Regions from separate parts of the Mus musculus genome. Here region 1 is linked to region 2. The links are chromatin contacts, called in public Hi-C maps. All regions are on one chromosome and are shown on one strand. Each heading gives the region's core, a stretch centred on a gene start, on an enhancer-like site or on the middle of the called end of the contact. The rest is flanking DNA. Distances are from core to core; before and after follow the strand shown.

Region 1 (7,335 bases), core at 1,223-3,722, 78 kb after region 2:
ATAGCAGAGGCACAGTTTATGCAGCACACAGCGCTTTGCTCTTCCATGGCTACACAGCGTGAGTCTGGTTCAGAAGCCACAGTTACTCCCAAACATACTGAGCTGCACCAGCAGAGCCAGGACCAATGCACCCTGCTCCTTACCACACGTCCTATAGAGCTTTCAAAAATAGTCAGCAAAATCCATAAGTCCCATGTGTGCCGGATGTCAGTGTTCTCCATCATTACCTGAATAAAACAAAATGACACAGAGTCATCTAGGATCTGTGGTCCCCAAACTTGAACCGTTTTGTGCACTAAAGAGACCCAAGAGGAAACTGAGAAGGATTTTCAGTATCTAAAAAATTATATTACAGAGACTTGGGATGTAGGTCTTTTTTAGTTTGCCCAGTGTATATGAAATTGTGGGTACAAACCCAGCATCACACAAAACCAGCCCACAGCCAGTGAGTGCTTGAATTCCTTGTTAAAACGATTTCATCACATTCCTATTTCAGTTGGTGTTCTGGAGATTTAAAAAGTTCTTTTCTAGCTATATATGTAGATGAGGGTGGCCTAGTCGACCATCAATGGGAGGAGAGGCCCTAGGTCCTGTGAAGGTTCTATGCCCCAGTATAGGGGGAATGTCAGGACTGGGAATGGGAGTGGGTGGGTTGGGGAGCAGTGGGGAGAGGATAGGAGATTTTCAGAGGGGAAACTAGGAAAGGGCATAACATTTGAAATGTAAATAAAGAAAATATCTATTAAAAAAGAGCCAAAAAAAAAGCTCTTTTATGTGCCCATGCTAGAAATAGAGTGGTCCCCAGGATCATCTATTCGCAACTCTGTTTGATGCATCATTGTTGGTAGCCACTATCTCCAGGATTAGAGGGGAAATAACACATTTTAAGTCTGGGCACAACTTATTGCTTTACTGATTGTTTCTATTTGATCTGAGGAAAACTGCTAACAATGAAATTAAACCTAAAAGGTGACAGGTCTGTAGTCATTATGCTGTGAATGGCTGAGGGATGACAGTCTTCCAAAGTTATGAAGCCATACAACTAAGGGATAGATCATGTTATAGACCAGAGTCAAGTTCCGACACACCCTTACTTTCATCGTATGCAAACAGACAGTTAACATTCAGGCACGAACTATTTGTCAATGGTAATTAACAGTAGGTTGGGTGCAGACACAAGAAGACTTCAGCACACACTAAAAAGCTAAAAGCACTTATGCAAATGAGTTGTCTCTAGGAAAGTTAGAGAGAACACTGTATGTTGACAATGTTATTAAATCGTGTGTAAGGAAACCTTCACAGGAGTAAAGTATAAGATAATTGTGAACACATATGCAAACATATACACTCATCTCCAAGAGCCTGCCTTTAGTCATTGACTAGCACACTATACTGGGGATGCTACACCCTTCTCTATCTGGTGCTTCCTGTGTGCCAGCAAAACCCAAGGGGCTGTTTGGAAAGGAAACTCCTGGGCCAGAGAGGTGGCTCTGGGGTTAGGAGAACACATTGCTCTTGTAGAGGACTCAAGTTTCTTTCACAGCATCTGCATTAGATAGCTCACAACTGTCTATACTTCCTCCATGGGATTCGACAGGTCTGGCCTCCACAAGTACCTGATCCCACAAGCCCACACACATAACTAAAACCTAATAATATCACAATCTAAAAAGAAAAAAGAAGCTCCACTTCTCCCCCCCGGCACCAAGTGAGTCTGTTTGTGGAGTAAGAACAGTTAGACTGGTGTGCCTTTCTGAAGGCCGTGATAGGCAGGGGCGGCGAAGCTTTGCCCTGTGTTGCCCTACCATTCATGTGTGTCCCTAGACCTTGGATTTTCAATTCAACTCGCATGTGTAAGTTGAGAACCTATAAATCACCAAGGGTCTTCCAAACAATGTTAGTATGTAAATATAAAATATAGCATTAGCTCCCCATCGTTAATATTGAAGAGTGAGTCAATATTTGATAAAAAAATTGTCTCAAGGGAATGCGCCTTTCTGCCTGGTTCTATGCCTCGCAGACTTATTCAATTATTATTTAATTACCCGGTTAAATGTCATGGCTTACAAAGCAGGGATTAGATTAATAAAAGCGTGAGGTTTATTTTCGACCAGTCCCACATTCGATAGAGCTGATTTTGTTTTCCCCCCTCCCTGGGCTCAGGATTTACATCAGCCTGCTGCACCTGCTTCCATAGGGAGCCGACTCTGTTTGATCCCCCACCGCTGCCTCCTACACTTTTGAAAAAGTTGTTCTGGGTTTGTTATAGTTTGCTAGCCTTTCAGCTAGTTCTCCACCCCACCTCTTCTCCCCCCTCTGGGAGCCTTAATTCTATAGCAAACCAAATACCTTAACAAACAGTCGTGTCTGAACCACAGAAATAGAAAGCAGACGCTGGGCCGTGCAGAACCATCTAGTTTCAAAAGAAGGTAGGACACCATGCAGAGCAGTTCCAAGCCAGCACCTTATGACTGAATGGCTTGCTGGTTAATTCATCGCTACACGGTTGCTATAGCAACCTCTCTATCGGGAAGATTTCTTGGCACCTAAATGGACTTTATTTCCCTGACATTCAAAGAGAAGGGCAGTGACAGTGTCTAATGAGAAGACTGGGTGACATCAAATGGCTCGCTTTTCAGATTTACCATATTGGACCAACATTTGGGTATTTTGAGCATGGTCTTTTGTCAGTCCTGGAGGGCAGAGGTGCGCGATCGTGGTGGGGGTGGAGAGGAAGGGAGGGAGCAGACAGACCCGGGAGGGCTGGGGGGAAGGCTGGAAGAGCAGCTGAAACGTGGTGGGCCACTCAGGCCTTTTGTTCCCCACCATCTGTGTGCTGCGGTTTTGGGATCGAAGCCAAAGGCACGTTACCTGTAGTGCGCTCCCAGAGCCAGGGCAAGGCAGCCCAGTCCTGCCTCAGAAGCCTCCTATTATGCAGGGACATAATAGCCTGGCAAATAAAGTATCCGAACATTTGGCTTTATGAATATTGAGCAAAAGTCTTCAAATACATTATGAAAATGGCTCTAATTGAACAGACGTCTGAATCCCACGAGCTCAAGGCCACTCATTTGTATGTTAAGTGTGATAGTTGTATACATGAGGACTGTTTTTCAAAAGAGCCTGGTACACTCAAAGGGGTCCCATTTAACAATTGCTCTAAAGTATAGTAAGGTCATATAGCTGAAACTGGATGGAATATAAGTAAAGTATATGTATATACACGATTTTCAGATAATGAAAATGAAAATCAGATATACACATTTGAAAAACACCACATATCCTTGTAGGGAGCCAGGTGGGCAAGCAATATTAATATCCTTAAATTAAAAGCAAGCAAGCAAACAAACTAACCGTGACTCACGGGTTCACCTCTACTAATCTGTCCACAGGTAACCATGGCGACAAGCATAAAGCATTGATGAGATGCCAGTTGACTAAAACGTATATTATCACTTAACTGTCTGAAATTCTCTAACTGCAAAACACAGCGAAGTGATTAAAACCACTTATGGTATGTCCATGTAACTTTGCAGCCATTAAACATACTAAGGTATGTTTGGCAAAGTGACGAACATATTAGCAACATTAATATGTTTAGATCCGGCATATTTATAAATAGTTGGTCCCCACTGCTACTGGGGGATGGTGGGACCTGGAGGAGGTAGGGCCAAGTTGAAGCAAGTGATGGACGGTAGGTCGGTGAGATGGAGACCTTGGGCAGTTCTTCTCTCCTTTGCTCCCAGTTGTTCCAGGTGAGTAGCTGGGTTCTGTCACATGCTCCCTGCTATTGTGTCACAGCTCTGAACCATGAGCTGAGACAAGCCTTTGCTCCTTTTAAAATGGATATCTCAGGTATTTCTTCACAGCCACTGGGAGTTCACTAAAACAGCTAACAAGCTAAGCGGACGAGGCAGCGTGTATGTGCTATGTGGCCATAGCAGACGTGTCTAAACAGCAAAAGCTTTCAGACGAATTAACATTTCAATGGCCAATGTCTCCATAGACCAGAATTATAGGTGATTTTGCTTTTTGTTTTTAAAATTTACTGTGCTCGTTTGCACTTTTTGAGTTTTCAACGACGAGTGTATTTTGCTGCTTTATCCTGTGTTATAAATGCATCGTACAAAGGAAACACTTTTCATCTTTATGTCCAGCAATCTCTTTTGCAATGCATGTCCAAGTTGTTTTAGGAGAAGGGAAATCTTGGCCAGATGTTTTTTGATTTTTGTTTTGTTTTGTTTTGTTTTGTTCTTTCCCCGAGTCAGGGTTTCTCTGTGTAGCCCTGGCTGTCCTGGAACTCACTCTGTAGACCAGGCTGGCCTCGAACTCAGAAATTTGCCTGCCTCTGCCTCCCAAGTGCTGGGATTAAAGGCGTGCGCCACCATGTCTGGCTGGCCAGATGTTTTTAGACTCACTATGTCCTGATAAATTCAAGTCCACTCTGGGAATTAATGGACAGAGATGCCCAGGTTTCCTGGCCTGCAGAAAGATGTAGGCTAAGGTCCTTTCACTGATAATCTTGACTCTGAGATCTCCATCTCAGGGACTCTACTGTGTTCTAGAAAAAAAACAAAAACAAACAAATGTCTAGAGGCAGTGTTCCAGGAAAACACAGGCAGGAGAGTCAAGGCAGTTTAATAAGTATGGCAGAAAGAATTATAATTGGAGTGTGATTATCAAATAAGGAGACTGATTCTACAGTAGACCTAGAAAAACAGAACAAACAAGCTGAAAACCCCAACAAAACAGATCAGCCTCTCCACCCAATACAATATGGAAATAGCCTGCTGGGGTTGGCATGGTGTTCTATAGATGTAGTCCCAGCAATTAGAAAGCACAGACAGGAGAACGACTGTAAGTTCAAAGAACTGGCATGCTGGTCTACACAGTGAGCTCCAATCCAACCAGGGCTATATAGTAAACCCCTGTCTCCAAAAGGGGAATGGCTGGGATGATAGCTTAGACGGGAAAGTGCTTGGCACAAGAATGTGGGCCAGAGTTCAGTTCTCCAGAACCCATATACAACACACAAAAGCCAGGCAGGTGACAAAAATTGAAACCTCAAAACTGGTAAATTGAGGACATGGACCCATGGGGGCTCACTGGACAGCTATCTTATCCTGCTTGTTGAGTTCTAGGCCAGTGAGTAAACCTGCCTCAAGAAAATAAGGTGGGTAGTTCCTGAGTCACAATAGGCAAGGCTCATACACGCATGTGCACATCCATGCAAGCACACACGGAAGGACTCATGCACATGTACACACATGCAAGCACACACACAAGGCTCACGTGCGTGTACACACACACACACACACACACACATGCACAAGAGGAAAAAATAGCCTTCCAAACTTCTTCAGGGTTCAACCCGGAGGAAGAACACTTCCCTCCACTCTTGCTGAGTTTCCTTAGGGGTTTCCTTACAGAGAGTGCCCGTTGCCTTCTTACCTACTTCTCACAATGGCACAGACAATAGCAATCAACCCATCGATCAGTCGATCAGAGCTTGCACTTGAGCTTGGATATCCGCCACTCTTAGTCAGACAGAAATTTCCCAAGCAACACTATAAAGGACTATGACTTAATCTGTCAGGCTGGCTCTGCACTGTGGCACCAAATAAACCACCTTTGCAATGAGATAGTTTAGAACTCAAAGGGCTGGGAACACAAAGTCACATCATACGTTTATTCTAATTTCTTTCGAAGAAAATGATATATATCATCGTATTATTTTACATTACTAAATTATATAAAGTACTCTTAATGGCTGCTATAGTTTGTTGTATGTGCCTATGTTTCTCTTGGCAGCACTTGCTCGAACCTATTCCATTAACAGAGCTACACGAATTTGATTTTAGAAAAAAAAAATAATCCATCCTTGGAAGGAAAGTGTCATCACTTTCATGGAAACAATATCCCTCAGCAAACAATGCCCTTTATTTTGGCAACCTGTCCTTCCTGCCATCTGCCTTGCAAAGCACTTGCCAGGGTTGCAATAATAATTGAGTTAGAGAGGGAATTAGATGTAATGAAGGGGAAGAAAATTGATTGCTTAATTTTTATTAACAGAATGCAAGAGAATCGTGAAGCCCTGCTGTGAACCAAAATGAGACAAAGAGGGGGAAACACAGAGAGGACTCCAGGTGGCAGAAGTGTGTCTGCACACACATGTGCAGTCCTCCACAGAGGCTGAGGAGAGGCCAGCGGATAGGTGAGTCGGGGACTCTGGAAGGAAGGGCTAAAAGGCAAAGACAGCCAGAACTGAGCATATGAGCCTATAGAGAAAGGGCACAGCCGGCCAGAGCTTGTGTGTCTCTGCTGGGAAGGGAGGCTGAGCATTTCCTACATTCTGCCTGGCAGGGATCCCATCCTTGCTAGGTTGAGCCAGGATGCATGTGGGCATACAAACATGAGTTTCTTCTGGGCCTCCACCCTCCAGCCACGGCTAGTAACCTTTATGGGCCTTGTAGATCCATAAAGAAGAATGCAGAGGTGAAGGATACTCAACAGAATGCTGTCCTGATGTGCATGAAGCCCTGGGTTCCGTTCTCAGCACCAAATATACTGGGCCTGCTGGTATAAGCTGGTGATCTCAGCACACAGGAAGTGAAGGCAGGAGAGTCAGAAGGTCAGAGTTAAGCTTTGGAGGTTGCTCAGTGGGTAAGAGAGTTTGCTGAAGAGGTATGTAGACCCAAGTTCAAATCCCCAGCTTCCACATAAAAAGCTGGGCATGGCCATGAGTAACCCAGGGTGTTATTGACAGAGGCAGGAAGATCACCTGAGGGTAATAAAGCAGAGAGGAAAATAACAGGATGCCTGAGGTCCTTTTCTGGTGAGTGTGCATGCCCCCTACGTTCAGATGTACGTATTCTGAACACAAACAACACAAAAAAGTTATTTAAAACTGATTTAAGGAAAAAAATCAAACAAACGGGCTAAAGGGATGGCTCAGTGGTTAAGAGCACTGACTGCTCTTCAAGAGGTCCTGAGTTCAATTCCCAGCCACCACATGATGGTTCACAACCATATATATATAAAATAGATAGAAATCTTAAAACAACAATAACAAAGACGAAGCTCAAAGTCCATCTTGGCTGCATAGTGAGTTCCAGACAGATTGAGCTACATCTGATCATATCTCAAAAACAAAACAAAAATTTTCTGGGGTCAATCAGACTATGTCTTCTGCTTATCATTAAGGAATGCCCATGCTAACTCTACTATCATACAATGTTTCCTTCTTAGAGTAACCAGTAACTCCCATAATCTTCTTGCCAGTCCCGAGAATCAGCACAAATCCATCCCTGTCACATGACGGCTGTGGGAACTCTG
Region 2 (7,684 bases), core at 2,398-4,897:
ACCATATGATCCAGCAACAACACTCCTTGGCATTTTCCCAAAGGAACTGAGTGTTTAAACTACACAAAACCTGCACATGATATTTAGAGTGGTTTTAGTCATAATTGCCTAAACATGTAAGAAATCAAGATGTCCTTCAGGAAGTAAACGAGCAATTAATCTATGGTATATCTAGACAATGAGATATTATTCAATACTTAAAAAAAGAAACAAATCATCAAGCCATGTAAAGGCATAGAGGAAACTTAAATATATATTAAATATTAAATATATATCAAGTTTTAAAAAGGCAAATTGAAAATCTGTATACTACATAATTTCAACTGGCTGACACTCTGAAAAACAATGAAACTATTGGGGTAAATAAAAGATTAGTGGTTGCCAAGGGTTACCTGGAGAAGGTAAGAAAGTTAAGAACATAGGTAGAACAGAAAGGATTCATATGGTAGGGTGACTACTGTGCATGACGCATGTCATATTTTATCCATCGAACTCACAGAATGAACAACACCAAGGAGGATATTAATGTGTCAGTGTAAGTCACTCATTGATAGCGGAGATTCCCCCGACCGACTGAGTAGGTGATGCTGACGGTAGGGGAGGTTAAGCCTATGAGGGCAAGTGTACAAGCTCGCTGTGCCTGTCTCCTGTTTAACTTTGCTTTGTGCCTAAAACTTTTCTTGACAAATAAATTTCTTAATTAAAAATATGTCTCATGTTGTTTGTGCTAAGCAAACCTTCTCGTGATCCGGCCCCTGTATGGTCCTTGACTTGGTATTGTTTGATCCCACCCACTTGCTTCTGGTTTATAGAACGGGGTGGGGGAGGGAGGGGGGAATGCTGTGCTTTGTTAGTGCTTCATTAGAGCCTGTGATGGCTGTAAGAGCCTGTGGTAGCCATCCTGAAGACATTTTCTTTCTTGCTAGCTCCCTTTCTGAGTCTTCACATTTCTACAATAAATGAAGCTACAGAGGCCCATGTGTCAAGACAATGGAAAGTGCCCTCTAAGCAACGGCAGGTTATTCCTAAGCCGAGTCTTCAGATGAGAACCTGCTCTCACTCTGCTAACACCTTAATTGCAGCCTTGTGTGAAACCCTGGGCAAGGGAGCCAGCCCAACCATGACTGGATTTTCTGGCTTAAGAGCAATAAGATCATCAATACTTATTTCAAGTATCTGAGTTTGGAGGATAATTTGTTTTGCAGTGATAGTCACTGTCAATAACTTTTAGTGACACCCAAGGATGGGTTGTGATTTTTTGGTTTTGGGACAATACCCCTTGAAAGGGCTTTTGGACACATCTTTTCCTGAATGTACAGTGCTGCTCTTGTCTAGTCGTTAACAAAGAAACTTTTGAAAATTGTTTCTGAATGTCACTGGCCAAGGATTCCTCAGCAGAAAGACAGAGGCTTTAAGTCATCTGCAACTTTAGCCTTAAGCTCCATTTTATGGTCTGAGTAACTCCAGTTGAAAAAAATGGAGAAAAACAATCAATGCCAAGTCGCATGATTCAGCAAAATGGAGTGTTTTGAACCAAGCAGGAGTAAGACATTTCTGAATAACAGTTATCCGGAGCTATGCCAGGTGTGGATTTCCAAACCCTGGAGTGCTGCATGCTTGCTTTCAGTCTCTGGACGCCTTCTCGTCTCCACCCACATTCACTACCTGAGTGATATCAGCCAGTCTCATGGCTTAACATCATCCACATGTTGATAGAGCCTAAAATATGTCTCATGCCTATGCCTTTGCCTTGAACTCCAGACTTTTCTCTACATCTGCCTACTCAACATCTCCATGAGGATGGCTAATGTAGGTATCTTAAACTTAACATGTCAATATTCAAACCTTCGCTTCCCTTCTATTCTTCAAACTTAAAAAAAAAAAAAAAACTCAAGCCAAAAAAAAAAAAATCTTGGAGTTGTTCATGACTCGTCCTGTTCTTTCTTGATTTATATTTAAGCCCATTAGCAAATCCCTTTAAAGTTCTTCCTTTGAAATAGCCCAGGATCTGGCTGCTTCTCACAACTGTCATGTGAATCTTCATCATCCTTCCTAGGCGGCGTTGCTATAGCAATCGTCAGATCCTTTCATTTTTACTCACAGTACTGCAGCGGTACTCAGACTAGAAGCTCCAGGTGGTAGAAGGAGCATGCTGCTTTGGGTGCCCTTCCCTCTCAGTGCTCCTTTCTCCCGTCTCCAGTCACACTGGCCTTTTCCTTCCATACGTCTGGAGCAGGGCCCTCTTGTGATGAGTTTCCATGACTGTTCATGGCATTTTTAATTCAAATATTGCACAAGTCATTCATTCTATTCTTTAGATCTTTGCTCAGATATTGGAGGAGCACCATGACCTTGCTTTTAGAACCCTCTATTCCCCTTTCCTGTTTTAGAGTCAGAACCTCATGATATAGCTCAGCCTGGCCTCCTGTTTGTGTTCCTCCAGCTTTTGTTAGCCATGGCCTTGAATTATAGGCATGCACCACAATTCCCAGTCCCGTTTCGTTTCCATCTACATTATTTTTTTTCTCCCTATGACCTACCATCTATTTTACACTGAAATACAACACAATAGTGTGAACTCCATTGGGCAGACATTTTGTTTCCATGGTGCCCAGAACAGCCCAGGGATCAGGCTAGACATTGCTAATTAGTTGTGGATGAACAAAGGAAGTTCTTAACCTACCAGCCTCTTTTTCATTTTCTGTTCTCATTATATAGGTATCCATGTGGTAGTTTCCTGAGAACCTGAACTCAAAAGAATCCACATAAAGACAGATGGGGGATTGTCTTGTGAGTAAAGACCTACTGTGTAAGAAGGATAAGGAACAAAGTTTGGATTCTCAGCACCAAAGGAAACCCAGGGTGGGTGTGGAGGCCCACCTGTGATCCTAACCCTGGAAGATGGAAACTGAAGCTCCCCAGAGCAAGCTAACTAGCTAGGTTAACAGAATTGGCGAGCTATGGGTGCAGATGAGAGGCCTTGAATCAATACATAAGGTGGGGAGGGATTGAGGAAGACATCAGACGCCAACTTTGGCCTCTAAACACTGGCATACACATTTTCACATGCACCTTACAAACACATGCATTCATACACATGTGAACATGCAGACATACATACATATTCCACATGCATATCCATGCTGAAGTAAAAACAACAACAACAAAAAAACCAAACACCCCCCCAAAAAAAACCCTGGTCTTAAGGAAAAGGTACTCTTTCTCTCTAATACACAATTGTGTGAAGTCTGATCTTAATATACTGATATTAATTTAAGCATAGCAGGAAAATGTTTGGGAGGTTCTGTAGTGTGAAATAATTAGAATATTAAATCCCACAGGGGTCTACTCCATAATTAATAAGGGCAAGGTTTCTAAATGCAGGAGGCATGCATATGCATGTTTTAAGTGAGTTAAAGGAACAATAGACTTAAGAGCAAGGTTTTAGAATATTCTCTCAGATCTTGCTCATCTGTAGACATAGAAAGTCACACAGTGCCTTGTCATTAGCAAGTGGCTTTCTTCCTAGACAAGAACGTTTATAAATAACACGAGAATTGATTATCAAAAGACCTGCCCCAGCACTGGAAAGAAATGCTTGAGCAGAGAGGAGCCAGGATTCATGAATATACTGGCTCACATTCTTTTCTGCTGGCATGCTTGAGAGGAGGAGCTAAGGCCTTGCTTGCTGAATTAGGGCGAGTTGGCAATGAGAACTCAGAACGCTTTGGCATTTGCTAGTTTGAAGCTTAACCTTCTGAATAGTTGAGTGTAATTACATGTGGTTTCTTAAAAGAGGCTCGAACAAAGCAAATCATTTCAGGAATGTCCTAAAAGACATATTTAGAGGAGCTATGCTTTGGTCCCTGTAGACCTGACTATACCTGTAAACAGACTTCTTCCTCTTGAACTGATGGAATGTTCAACGGCACAAAAGACAGTAATCTTTTCAACTCAAATTCCTCCTGATGCATGGTATCCAACCCACCTAAAATGTTCCTTGCCTGTAATTCTTTAACATATGCAACCTGATCTTATGTACCAAGCCGGGGAAATGAGCAAGGGAGCGTTAACCCAGTGAGGGCCAGTGGAACGGAGCAGTGAACAAAACTTGTGAAAGAGATTTTAATAAAAGAAGATACAGTTACCTAGTGTTTCATTTCAGTATTCACCTGGCAAAAGGCCAGTCTGGGCGTTTAGAAACATACAGGCTTTGTTTCTTAGAAGCCTTTGCAATCTACTCTGTATTGAGTAATTTTTGTGTGTTAGGCAAAGTGCATTACAAATCCTTCGACAAGCTCCATGCGACGAGTACCATCATCATACCTGTTTTGCGTGGGGGTACAGGAGGAAAAGAGAGCCTAGGATACTCTGATGTTCCCCATCAATTGTGGAGCTTGGTCCATATGCTGGTCTTCTGAGAGTCTGTACTCTCAAACACAACAGTCGCTTGAGTCCCAACAAGCTCCATTCAGCACACCACACCCCCTAGTTATCCCTGATAATTACAATTCAGTGACTAATGGCATTCTCTGTAGCCTCCTCTCTCCCAGGAGTATCAGGATGGAGCCAATTCCGCAAGGTCCCTCCGCCTTGAGGTAGTCTGTGGTCACCCTCCAAATGTATTTGCTTTCTGATTCCTTAAGCCTAATGGCACAAAATGCACCGCATGACCATTGTCCTTTATCAGGCCAGTGCATGACTTTGGTAGGTGGGACTGGAGCCAACACTTGTTAGAGGCTGAAATGGCTTTGGTAAAGTGCTTCTAAGGATAAGATGAAATCTTTAAGGATTTGTTCTATTATTTTATGTTCCCAAGGCACAGTGCTGTGGTTTCCTGTATCTTGTCACTTCTAAAGACATCTCTCATTCTACTCTATTGTGATCCCACAGGGTTATTAAGTGGTTCTAAGGGAGAAGAGTGCTGGGAGGGCGAGAGCTGCTTTGTTTCCTTCAGGATACTGGTAGAGGTCTGATTAGGACCCATTCTTACTCAGAGGGGAGACAGAATACAGAATAATACAGATACATTTATCTATATGTGTGGGTGGGGTACCAGGTGGGAGAGAGAGAGCATGAGCATGAGAGAGAGAGAGAGAGAGAGAGAGAGAGAGAGAGAATAAACCTACAGTCATTTTTAAGGAATAACAAATTCAAAAGTGTGCATTTGCACAAAAATCTCTTATTAAACAGTGAGTCGGTTAAGAATCGAGTACCTGCTGGATGCCACCCATTAAGAAAGAAAGTAAGATCGAAGCAGTTCTTGGCTTCCAGGGCTCCCATACAGAGGGACATCTCCAGTGAAGCCGTAGCTATGGTTAAGTCTATGAGGCAGGCTGACTGGTGCTGTGAGAATGGAAATACAAGACTTGAACCAGGTCCAAGAGATCAGCACAGATGCTAACACAGTCTAGGTAGATTAATCAGTAAAATGCTTGCTATAATTATTAATAAATAATTAAATGGCAGGGAATTCTCAAGTAACAGTAGAGAAATCTCAAAGGTAGCAAATAGGAATAGAGTCAGCAGGTGAAGAAAGGCACTTATTGATGGGCAGGGACACCTACCCACACAGACATACAGAGAAAAAGTCCCTTTGCAACATAGAGGGGGTGGAGGGCTCAGGAAAGCTGACAAATCCAGGCTCTTCTTGAGGACTGGGTTTGGTGGCAGTGGTGTTTTTTCCTTCCCCTAATTTAGGGCTGGTCAGTTTGAAGGAGAATATGATATTGCTTGACGCACAACTGTTATGTCATGTGTTTTTTAAATCTTGACTTAGAAGGGTAAGGAAGAAGCTGGCCATTTTAGAAATTTGTCACCTTTATTACCTAGTCATGTCCCTTTTCTTTATCTGTCTAACTCTTAGTCTCACAGTGTGTTAAGGGCATTAGGTTTGTCCTGATAAAGGAGAAGAGACATTCTAGATGGAGGGACTGGGTGTCTTTCCAGCCAGGATTCATGGCGTGTCGAGGGCCACCTAGCTACACAGCATATGGTATGAGTCTCTTCACTCACAAAAAGTGGCTGCTGAGGAAAACAGTGGCTTTCTGCCTCTGGAGGCTCTCTTGGTCCACTCCCTCTTCAGAGCTGTCCAAAGTTGTGGCCACTGTGAGTGGTGGGTAAGAGCAGTCAAGAGGCAATCAAGACCTTGGCAAATCTATTCAACTTCTTCAGAGAATTAGCTACTGCAAGTCTTAAACCCAAGCCACATGTTCTTCTTCCTTAGTTTCCCCCCTCTGATCCAGCTGTCACCAATACCTTGGGAAATCTGCAATGTGGCACAAAGGGACTGTCAAGGCAGAGGCAGCAGAGAGTCCCCACTGTTCATTATCACAGTGTTCCTTCTAGTCCATTGCCCGTGGCAGACAGGACACCTACAGGATGCTTGCAGGTCAACGAGAAGGCTCTGGAGTTAAAGGTCAGCATTCCAGCCCCATAATAGCAGAGCTGGGAGACACAGTTTTCTGCAAAAGCATCTCTCACTTCAAGCAAGCTTTAATCTCCACAAAATAAAAGAAATTATCTCTACATGAAAGATGGAAGCAGGTGAACGAACGCAGTCCCTTCTCCTCACCTGCCCCAGGTGATTGGCGTCTCCCCTCCATCGTGCAGCTGCTGCTCTCTAGTCCTAGTCACAAGGTTGGAGGAGCAGAAATTAAAGGCCTGGCTGACAAAGGCCAATGGGATTAGACAGTTCCTCAGAAATCCTTCTTTGAGCACTTAAAAGCCAATCTGGTTTTATTTCCCAATCATGAGACTTAACTGCAATTCAGAGGTAAAGGCGGCAACCCACAGACTTCCTCTGAGAGGTCCCTTCGCATCTGGGGCTGGTGGCTGCTGTGCACACAGAGAAGAAGCCCACATCAGGAGGGAGGATGCCTAGAAAGCAAGGCACAGATGTTTCACTTCACTGCATGATGGAGCCAGCCCCACATAGATAATCTTGGTATGTTTGCCCTCTCAGCTGCCGTGACCACCCCTCAAGCAGAGCCCACCCTGACAGCAATCAAAGTAGCAGACCCCAGAAGAGGGTTTGGAATGGGAAAAGACATCCCCTCCAGCATGCAGAAGAGAAAGCTAAGAGGCCACTTGCAACTGATGTTGCCATAGAAACATCTGTAACATCCTTAAGCGTAAAGGATGACATTTGTTTAGAGCTTGAATCTGAACGGCCTCGGCAGGCTAGCGCTTTGGAATACTCATGCTCTGGCTGGTAACACTGGTTTTGAGAGATTAGGTGACCTCTAGCTGGTAGAAACAGGTCACTGAGGATAGTGGGGATGGGGAGTGTGTAGGAGAAGATAGATCAATCAGTAAAATGCTTGGTATAAAATCATGTGGACCTAAGCTCATATCCCTAGAATGCACATAAAAACCTAGGTGTCGTGGTTAAGTACTTATAATCTTAGCACTGGAGAGGCAGAGACAGGAGGATCCCTGAGGCTAACTGGCCAGTCAGTCCGCCTGAATTTGTAGACCCCAGAACACAGTGAGAGACCCTGTCTTAAAAAAATGAGGTAGGCAGATGAGGTAGGCGGCTCCTGAGGAATGATTGCTGGCCTATATAAGACTTCGTGGCATCCGTGGTGTTCCTATGTTCAACTAAGACTCTCTAGGATGCTACCCTGGGGTCCCCAGGCTTCTAGTGACTCCATTGGTCTCTAGATCATCTGTTTCTGGAAGC

The links. A called contact is a pair of places that touch in the nucleus more often than the background predicts.
Region 1: a contact with region 2 is called in a Hi-C map of forebrain, with 1.8 times the contacts expected there. The contact joins the promoter of 5330416C01Rik here to the enhancer-like site in region 2. A contact is called at or near these places in 4 of 39 promoter capture datasets (the 3T3-L1 cell line, cranial neural crest, hematopoietic stem and progenitor cells and 1 more), 3 of 484 Hi-C or Micro-C datasets (cerebral cortex, cortical neurons and forebrain) and 1 of 115 datasets of contacts at active chromatin or transcription factors (embryonic stem cells).

Annotation. Positions count from the first base shown.
Region 1 is chr13:97,744,939-97,752,273 of GRCm38.p6, forward strand. 5330416C01Rik (RIKEN cDNA 5330416C01 gene) reads right to left here and starts at 2,473. Exons shown (of 7, transcript NR_152140.1): 1 at 2,350-2,473; 2 at 144-227. Rps18-ps4 (ribosomal protein S18, pseudogene 4) reads left to right here and starts at 6,174. Exons shown (of 3, transcript NR_152263.1): 1 at 6,174-6,214; 2 at 6,474-6,631.
Region 2 is chr13:97,665,409-97,673,092 of GRCm38.p6, forward strand. No RefSeq gene overlaps it. Among named protein-coding and RNA genes, the nearest start is that of Gm34087, 46 kb to the left of the region's middle. Within about 2 kb of position 3,648, at least 28 of the 459 cell types and tissues checked have an H3K27ac peak or open chromatin away from gene starts, as enhancers often do. A contact at or near this core is called in cortical neurons and forebrain, where this site is marked.